Regions from separate parts of the Mus musculus genome. Here region 2 is linked to region 1. Evidence: chromatin contacts called from public Hi-C data. All regions are on one chromosome and are shown on one strand. The core of a region is the stretch at or near the end of the contact, and the rest is flanking DNA. Distances in the headings are between cores, read along the strand shown. Region 1 has its middle 47 kb from the start of Gm23217. Region 2 has its middle 100 kb from the start of Gm23217.

Region 1 (4,254 bases), core at 526-3,025:
AAGCTTTAAACATCCTTCTGAGGTTGAACAGTGAAATCACTAGAGCAACGTCAGCCAGAGCCACCATGACAGTGGGCTTGCTGCGTGCTCTGCCTTGGGCTTTCCATCTTTTCTACATTCACACTGGTGCCAATCATACTTCTGTCTTGTGGCCTTCCAAATAAGGAAGCTTTGAACCTGAATGAGAAGCCAGCACTGTTGTCAAGACTGATCTTGCTGCAGAACCTAGACACCTGCTGCTTGCTGAGTCTACAGTCAGTCCATGGAAATTACAAGTCTGGCTGATATACTCATGATATGCTTCAGATATTCACCTCCTGTATCCTGCAAGTCTCTGAATATGCAAGTCTCACACCAGGGTCAGGCTGGAATTACTGAGGATAGAAAGTAACTCTAACTGGTGTCCAATGAGAAAAAGGAAATTGGTCAAAACTCATAGGCTGACTGAAAATGTCATGCTTAAAATAATAATAATAATAATAATAATAATAATAAAGCGTGAAAAGGCAGACCCTTCTCACCAGCTCGATCTAGACCTACGATCTCTTCTCTACTGGTTCCCCAGCTTAGATTGCAGGGGACTTTGGAGAAGTGTGATCTTGTCTGCATCAAAATGTTGAGTCAGATTTCCCCTGGGATTCCTGTGACTGTGAATGCTAAACACAGAGGGGCTAGCTTCTTGGGGACCCTGAGCACATATTTCTGGAGAGAAAATGAAGACCCTAGCAGGAGACTCTATACTGCACTTTGTCTCTGGAGTGAGCTGGAAGACCGAATCCTCACCCTGCTGTCTCACCTTGAGATTGGACTTGTTGCTCCCTTTCTCTAAATCTTAGGTTCATTTTCACTTGGAAAGCAATAACGCGACTCAGTGGGCTTTCTGGCTCACTCTTACTTTAACAGCAATCACCTGCTTTGCTGTGTAGGCTGTGCTGAGGCACATCCACAAATCTCTACTCTCTCTTTTTATAATATTTTTATAGATTATTGAGAATTTCTCATCATGCATCCCATCATATCCATATCCCAGTCTGTTGCCCCTCTACCCCTGTGACACCCTCCACCCCCAAGAAAGAAGGAAAAAAGAAATCCAATTTATATTGTCAGATACTCACGGGGCCTGATCAAACTCCCAGTGGCCAGAGTCTTAAAGAAAACCATTTCCTTCCCCACACACCCCATACCAGAGTCATTAATTGTGAAGAGCCTCACTTTAGCATCTTAATCACAAAAAGTTCTTTTTGATTGCTTTCTGTTTAGGCTGTTACCTTTGAGAGTGTATGGAGTTGTCATATAGGCCTTCTTTTACCTGAGTCTACAGTCATCAGTACCATGGTAAAAGTAACTTCCTTGCCCTTTACCATAAATGGAAACACAGATCGAAGACTTGCACATGGTCTCCAGTATCAGCACATACCACGGACCTTAGCATAGTCTCCGGTGACAGTACAGACCACAGAAAGCAACACGGCTCTCTGCCAACTTTCTAATCTGCAATATCCTGGTCCTTGAAAGGCAGTCACATGAATGCCTTCAGAGCATTGGTGGAGGAATTAGAGATCATGCATCTTCATACCTTGTGTTGGTTTAACATAGGACAATAACATCCATAATTAGCAAAATACAGGTTGTTAACAGAAAACCAAAATCGTAACAATTCCTTTAGGTGTCAGATGTCATCCTGGTGAATTTCTCCAGTGCATAGCAACAGGGCTGGAGTGACGTCCAGCAAAGGAGCTCATTACAAGTCCCCTCTTGTGATGAGTCATCGCTGCCTGCCACCTCCCTGCCTGGGCTGAGGGTGGACAAGACCAATCAATGAGGCCATAGCGTGGCTGAGCTGGGGGTGGAGAGATCATTTGTTCATCTGGGTAAAGATGAAGCACAAAGTGCCCTCCCCTCCAAGTTGAGGAAATTGGAAATTTGGCAGAGGCCCAGAGTGAAGAGTGACTCACCCCAAATCATCAACTGAGAAGACTCCATAGAGCTTGGGTTTAAACCTGGCTTTGAAGAGATTACCAAAGTGCAAGGGAAAACAGCAGTGGGGCCTGGGCCGAAAAGTACCAGCAATTATGTACTGAAAACTTGAATAGGGTGTGCCTTGGTTGCAGGGGTGCAGAGGTAATACCATATTGGTGGGTGCCTGTGCTTTGCATGTGGTAACAAAGCAAAACTGAGATGACTGCAGAGTTGGTCCCAAGAGTAAAGAGAAGAGGAAGGGAACACACAAGGAGTAGAGGTACCCATGTGTATCTGAAGGAAAGTGTCTTCCCTACTACAGCCACTGAGGCAAGGAAAAAGCTGGGTAGGGAAATTGAAGGCCAGTATGCCCAGTGGGCTGCCCTCTTCCTCAGGAACACCAATAAATAGCACATACCCTGAGGCCAGGCCAACATTATCTCTCTACTTAACTTCCTGTGTCCTAAATCAAAACCTTACACCTATAGGGGGCCCTGTATGCAAGAGCAAGAGTCCCATTAGCCACATCCTCACAATACCAGTTCCTCTCTGGACACTAACGATGGAGATGGTCTGTGCTTTAACGCAGGGTGCAGTAGCTGATTAGTCTTCATTTTGAATGACCTGTACTGAAAAGTAAACTTCTTCTTTAAAAAAAACCATATATATATGGTTATATATATATATATATATATATGACCCAAGACCCAAGAGCAAGCAATCGTCTTGCTTCTATCCTGTCTGACTCGAAAAGTCTTTTTCAGGCACTGCTGTCTCAGATCTCACGGCAGCCCTTCCCACGTGGTGCGCGCATATGTGAGCATGAAAACACGATGTGTTTATGAAATAAATGGGAAACTCAAATGCCAACTATCACCATGAGCTAAATGTTAAAATCTTACATTTTCCTACAGTCTGCTCTCCCCTCCCTTTCTCTCCCTTTCTCTCCCTCTCTGGTATACATCTCTCTCACAGTCTCTTTCCCTCTCTTGGTGTCTTTCTCTCTGTCTTTTTCTGTCTCTCTGTCTCTCACTCTGTGTGTGTGTGTGTGTGTGTATGTGTATGTGTGTGTGTACGTGTCTGTCTGTCTGCCTGCCTGCCTGCCTGTCTCAGAGTATATGTGTGTGTGTGTGTGTGTGTGTGTGTGTGTGTGTGTGTCTGTCTAATAATTTAAAATCAGCGCATGATGGTTCATTATTTGTAGATGCAACTGGCTGTGTCTCTGACTCCCTCACTGAAGCTCATTTTCCTTGCTTCTGGGTTCTCTCACAAATCGCACCTTAACAAACACTTGCGAATGTCAATATTTCCTGTATAAAACTCACTCTTTTCTGGAGTTAGGACTTGAACTTCCATGGATTTCTTCCATGCAGGTATTGCTGCAGTTTCTGACAGGACTGGTCATGGGAGACCATGGTATGAACAACCCAGCAGCCACCTGCTTCTCCCTGAAATGTAATAAGGAGACATTTAGTGCACATACCCTCTTCCATGTGATTAGCTAATGTGAGCATCCCCTACAAAGCAGCCATCCCTAGAGGCTTTTGAAATCATCTTTTCAAGCTGCCAGCTCCTGATGCTGGTGAATTAATCAGTGCAAACACTCCCTGATGATACTCGCTGCCCATCTTTCTGGTGAGCTGGCTGTGCCAAAGAGGCAATGGCCTGCAGACTTGACCTCACGTACTAGTGGAAAGCAGACTCCGATCCTTCTAATGGTGTGAAAGAGGAACAGTATTCCTGGTAAGCCCCTTTCCCTTCTAAAGCATCACACTTGGTCACAGATACAGGCAGCACTTAAAATAAGTTATATATGCCTCAAGGGGACATACAACTGTTGACTTTCAGGCTTAGTAGAAAAGATGTAGTTTGAATCACCATTTGGATTCCCCAAGGGTCTCTTCCATGTCCCTTCCAACCTCTTCTGATGCATAGCCCTCCGTACACATCTCTCCCAACACTTGTCCTCCTACTGTCCTCCTAGTTGGCCTCCTGACTGGGCTATGGATGGCTCTGCCACTCCCACCTGAACCCACTACATGCTCACTACCAGAGCTAGGTGCTCAAAGAAAACTTCTCAGAAATCAATCCCCAACATTCCCTAGTCCCTCAGGTAACTGCTTCTTGTAGCAGTGATACAGGGCTCTAGTTTATCTTCACTCACGTTTCCCCTGATATGGGCAGCCAAGTGTAATGAGAATTTTGGTTTCTTTAAAATACACACACAAACAAAGGAGAGAGACAGAGACAGAGATAGAGAGACAGGGAGATTATAAAAATATGTTTTCATTTTAA
Region 2 (4,254 bases), core at 1,312-3,811, 150 kb after region 1:
TTGATTTTAGTTTGTTGATTTCCATCATGGCTATCCAAACAGTATTCCATGATGAGAGAATGGGCTGTTGGAGAGAAAAATACTCCAAACTCCAAAGAGAGAGTCATTTAGAAGGACATTTCTTAACCATGGTGTTGTCTGGTGTGTCTCTGTGAGCTGAGAGATATGTCATGGTAATTTGAGGTTAATAACCATTAAAGACCTAATATACATTTGAATGATGCTCTTCATAAATAACTCCGAGAAAATCCAAGGTTACCTTTGGACAGTGTCTCCTCCTTTCACTGTAATTTGTCTTCTTAAAGTTAAGCTACCCACTCCTTTGGCCTCACTCTGTGCTTCTGAGTCTTATTTGCCCTAAGAACCTCAAGGAGAGAGACCTATCGCAGATTTGTGCACCATCTTCTATGGCCTCCTTTTCTATGTTCATGCCCTTCTCTGATATGCCTTATTGCTCATCCACCAAGAAGTGTAACCTATTCGAATCCCCCCGCCCCTGCAACTTCCAGCATGAGAGCTGGCTGCCGACTTATTTTGATTTCCAACATGTAGCAACAGAAGTTGTATGAGCTCTCAGATTAAGCTTGAAAAGGCTATGCAAGTGTCTGTATCGTCCAGGAGCCCTGAACTTATTAGGCTTATTGGGGGAGCTGGGCCAGCTTTCTTAAGCATGAGTAATCAGGCAAAAAGAGACATCCAGAAGGAGCCAACACCATCTGTTAGGCAAGTGATTTGGGGTCCTTTTAAGGCCACCCTGCTCCAGGTGAAATGTCAGATGTGTTGGATCACATGAACAAACTGGTAGAAGTCATCAGAACCTTCCCTGAGGAGCCCATTCCAAATTACTGGACCTCTTAATCAAATTCATAGGAACTGTTACAGTATTTCCAGTGATTTCAGAACTCAGAGCACAGTTATATGTTTCTTCCAAGGTCAAGTCCAGGCTACTTCTATGAACATACCTAATGTTCAGTGGATTGTCAAGCGCCTCTAGCCACTGGCTAAATGGAAAAACAGACAGACAGAAGGACAGACAGAAATCTTCCCATATGACTTAAAGCCAGAAGAAATGCTATTATTAGCCCACGCTATTACTACAACTGCACAGTCACTCAAGCCAAATAGCTCAAAAGAGCTGGTGTGTCTGATGGGCTTTGTGGCATGTATACCTTAGCCAATAGAGGAATTCTAGCACAGATCTTAAGGAATTTGAGAAAAGGTACACCAAACCCTTCAGATGCTGTTACTTCAGAAGCTTCTAGATTTCTACCAGCCAAGCACAAAATGCTTGATCATAATCCATCAAGTTACTAAACCACCGAGGTGTCCGTACAAAACTGGATAGTGTCTGATCTGCAAATGACAGACGTGGTCTGTAGGTGTGGAACTAATCCATCATCATCTGGAAATGAGATGCCAAAGGCTGGGACAGGATGATCTGAAGCTGCATAAGCTACTTCCCAGAGCCTGCTCCCCCTCTCAAGTCTCTTCTCTCTCTGTCTAGCACCCTCTGCCTCATAATTCCTGTGTCCAGTTAACTGAGAGAGGAAAAAAATTAATTGATGATGCAGTACAAGATTGGAACATATCCAAATTATGAACAACCTCAACCATATTCACAATGAGATGATGAACTCCATGGAGGTACATGCCCACAAGGCATGAAGTACATGAAACAATGGATTCTGACTATTACGTTTTCATATATATATCTACACACACACACATAGTATCAGAGGCATAGATTTGTACTGGTTCCTTAACATTGACTAAAAGTTTGACAGGAAAGCAGGAACTTGAAAGTAAATGCTTGGCAAATAAGTGCCAGGGAGTTCTGGAGAAGAGAGAGGAATGTGATAAAGCTCTCTGAAGAGGCATGTCTGGGGCAATATTTGTATCATGTGTGATTGTTTACCAGAGAGAAATACAGAAGAGAAGCCTAATGATCAGGAATATGTTGTGACTGCTGCCCTAATAGTTATTCAACTTATTCCATCTGCCTTCAACCAGTGGGCTTGAGACAGAGGGCATGGCGGCAGGGGTGGAATTGTGTAAGGATTCAGGGGCATGACCTAAGAGTTACAGCCAGGAGTTCTGCCTGCACCACTTTGCAGATAGATGAGCAGGGTTTCTCAGACTGGTGAGTCAAGGGTTTTGTTTTTTTGGGGTTTTTTTTGTTTTTTGTCTTTTTTTTTTTTTTTTTTTTCTGTTTCCTCTTAATCCTTCAACAAGAAGACAAGGACTAATGCTATGCATGAGCTCACTGCCACACAGCCTTCCCAATCTCATGATGCTTCGGAGGCAGGAAATTAGGGCAGAGTAAGGTCTCTGATTGCATGTACAAAAGATCTATGCATTAGCGTATGAAAGAATCCAAGGCAGAAAAGAAGACTGCAATATGTGCCCACATGTTAAGAAGGCGCGTGTGTGTGTGTATGTGTTGTGTGTGTGTGTGTATGTGTTGTGTATGTGTGTGTATGTGTGTTGTGTGTGTGTGTGTATATGTGTGGTATGTGTGTGTGCGTGTGTGTCCTATGTGAACTGTTCAACACAAAGCGAGTGTGCAGTGGAATCACATGTTCCCAGTTATTCTGCTTACCTTGTTTCTAGATCTCTCAGATGCTTAAGTTCAAAGAAGCCAGTGATTGTTAAACCAAACACACATCAGAACCTCCCAGACATTTGTTTAAAATCTCTAGGGCCAAAGCCATGTTAGCTGTTCCAGAAGTTGCAGAGGCAGGAATAGAAACCCTATATTTTCAAAGACACTTATGGGAAGGTTCCAGCCCTCAATTAGATCCATGACATGAGCCAGGATGCTGCTGCAATGACACATTCCAGGGCATTGGAGCCTACATGCCTCTCTCACTCTGGGCTGTGTCCAGTGTGACTCTCTGGAGGTCATCTCTGCAGGCAAGCTATTTCAAATGGCACCTCCAGGGCCCTGCCAGGACCTGAACAGAATACATTGGATGCCCCTCTTTGTCTCCATCTCTAGGCTACCTAATCTAATTATCACAACAACCAGATGTGACAGGCTCCTTCTCAAAGCCATTTTAATGTCCCCAGAGGTACCTCTCAGGATACAGGCCTTCTATCTTTTTTTCCTCTCCTGTCTCTAGCAAAACACCTTGGCTCAGATGCCTGACCTGGGCCAATTAGCTATGAAGCATCCTTCTGCTGAAATAATTCTATTGTGGGCCCATGAGTAGCAGCCATGAACTTTCACAATCAAATGCAGGTCTACAAAGAAAAGATAATTGACCATCTTATCATTCTAAAGATGGAGGAGGGCAGGCTCCTGGGATGGGCTACTGCCTCCCTGAGATAGTCTTACCTCTGAGTCCTTTCATGAGTCAGTGCCTGTCTTCCATGCATTTGAAGATGAAATGAGTGTAGAATTACCTTTCTGTAACAGAATACTGCAAGCCAAGTTACAAATCTCAGTGATTTAGTTGGCTCGTGGTTCTGGAAGCTGGGAAGTCTAAGGACTCAGTCCTGGCATCTGCTCATCTATGAGACTTTTACTTCTATATCATCCCATGGTAGAACCCAGAATGGCAAAAGAGCTTGTGGTTGAGCTGGAAAGATGGCTAAGCAGCTAAGAGCAGCAGCTGCTCTTCCAGAGGACCTGGGTTTAAATTCTAGCACTCTTACACTCACATGTAACTCCAGTTCCTGGGGATCTGACAACTTCTTCTGCCCTCCATGAGTAACAGGCATACAAGGGTGCACAGACATGCATGAAAACACTCATACACGTAAAATAAAAATGAGAGAGTGAGTCTGTGCTTCAGAGATTAAACCTCCAGCCTCAGGGTCTTCATGTCTAATATTAATCCTTTGGTGAGTGCGGAGCCCCTTGCCTGATCACTTCCTATCAGGTTCCACCTCCTCCAGTTTGTATTGGGAAACTACAGTATTAGAACTTGGGCTTGTATCTTTAGACCTGGTCTCACAGCCTACATCAGTCCACCCCTCCCTGAAACTCTCTCCTGGACAGCAGTTTGCCCCAAGGGGAGCTGAATAAGGACAAACCAATGGGCCAACATGGATGGCAGCAGGAGCGGTAGTTTTCCCTAGGTAGTTCACCAATCAGTTGTCTGTCCCAAATGATAATCCCTGAAAACATACATAGTGGGTAGCATCCTACAGACTGAACATGTTCTTTGAAGAAGTACATATGTATACACATATATGCATGCCGTAATAATTAGTGAACAAAGAGGCCATGCATTTGAAGGGAAGTGAGGA

The links. A called contact is a pair of places that touch in the nucleus more often than the background predicts.
Region 2: a contact with region 1 is called in a Hi-C map of the N1E-115 cell line, with 4 times the contacts expected there. The contact joins two enhancer-like sites. A contact is called at or near these places in 10 of 484 Hi-C or Micro-C datasets (the N1E-115 cell line, cerebellar granule neurons, cerebellum and 4 more) and 2 of 115 datasets of contacts at active chromatin or transcription factors (large pre-B cells and neural progenitor cells).

The regions. Positions count from the first base shown.
Region 1 is chr15:72,206,411-72,210,664 of GRCm38.p6, forward strand. No RefSeq gene overlaps it. Among named protein-coding and RNA genes, the nearest start is that of Gm23217, 47 kb to the right of the region's middle. Within about 2 kb of position 1,776, at least 15 of the 459 cell types and tissues checked have an H3K27ac peak or open chromatin away from gene starts, as enhancers often do. A contact at or near this core is called in the N1E-115 cell line, where this site is marked.
Region 2 is chr15:72,352,925-72,357,178 of GRCm38.p6, forward strand. No RefSeq gene overlaps it. Among named protein-coding and RNA genes, the nearest start is that of Gm23217, 100 kb to the left of the region's middle. Within about 2 kb of position 2,562, at least 1 of the 459 cell types and tissues checked has an H3K27ac peak or open chromatin away from gene starts, as enhancers often do. A contact at or near this core is called in the N1E-115 cell line, where this site is marked.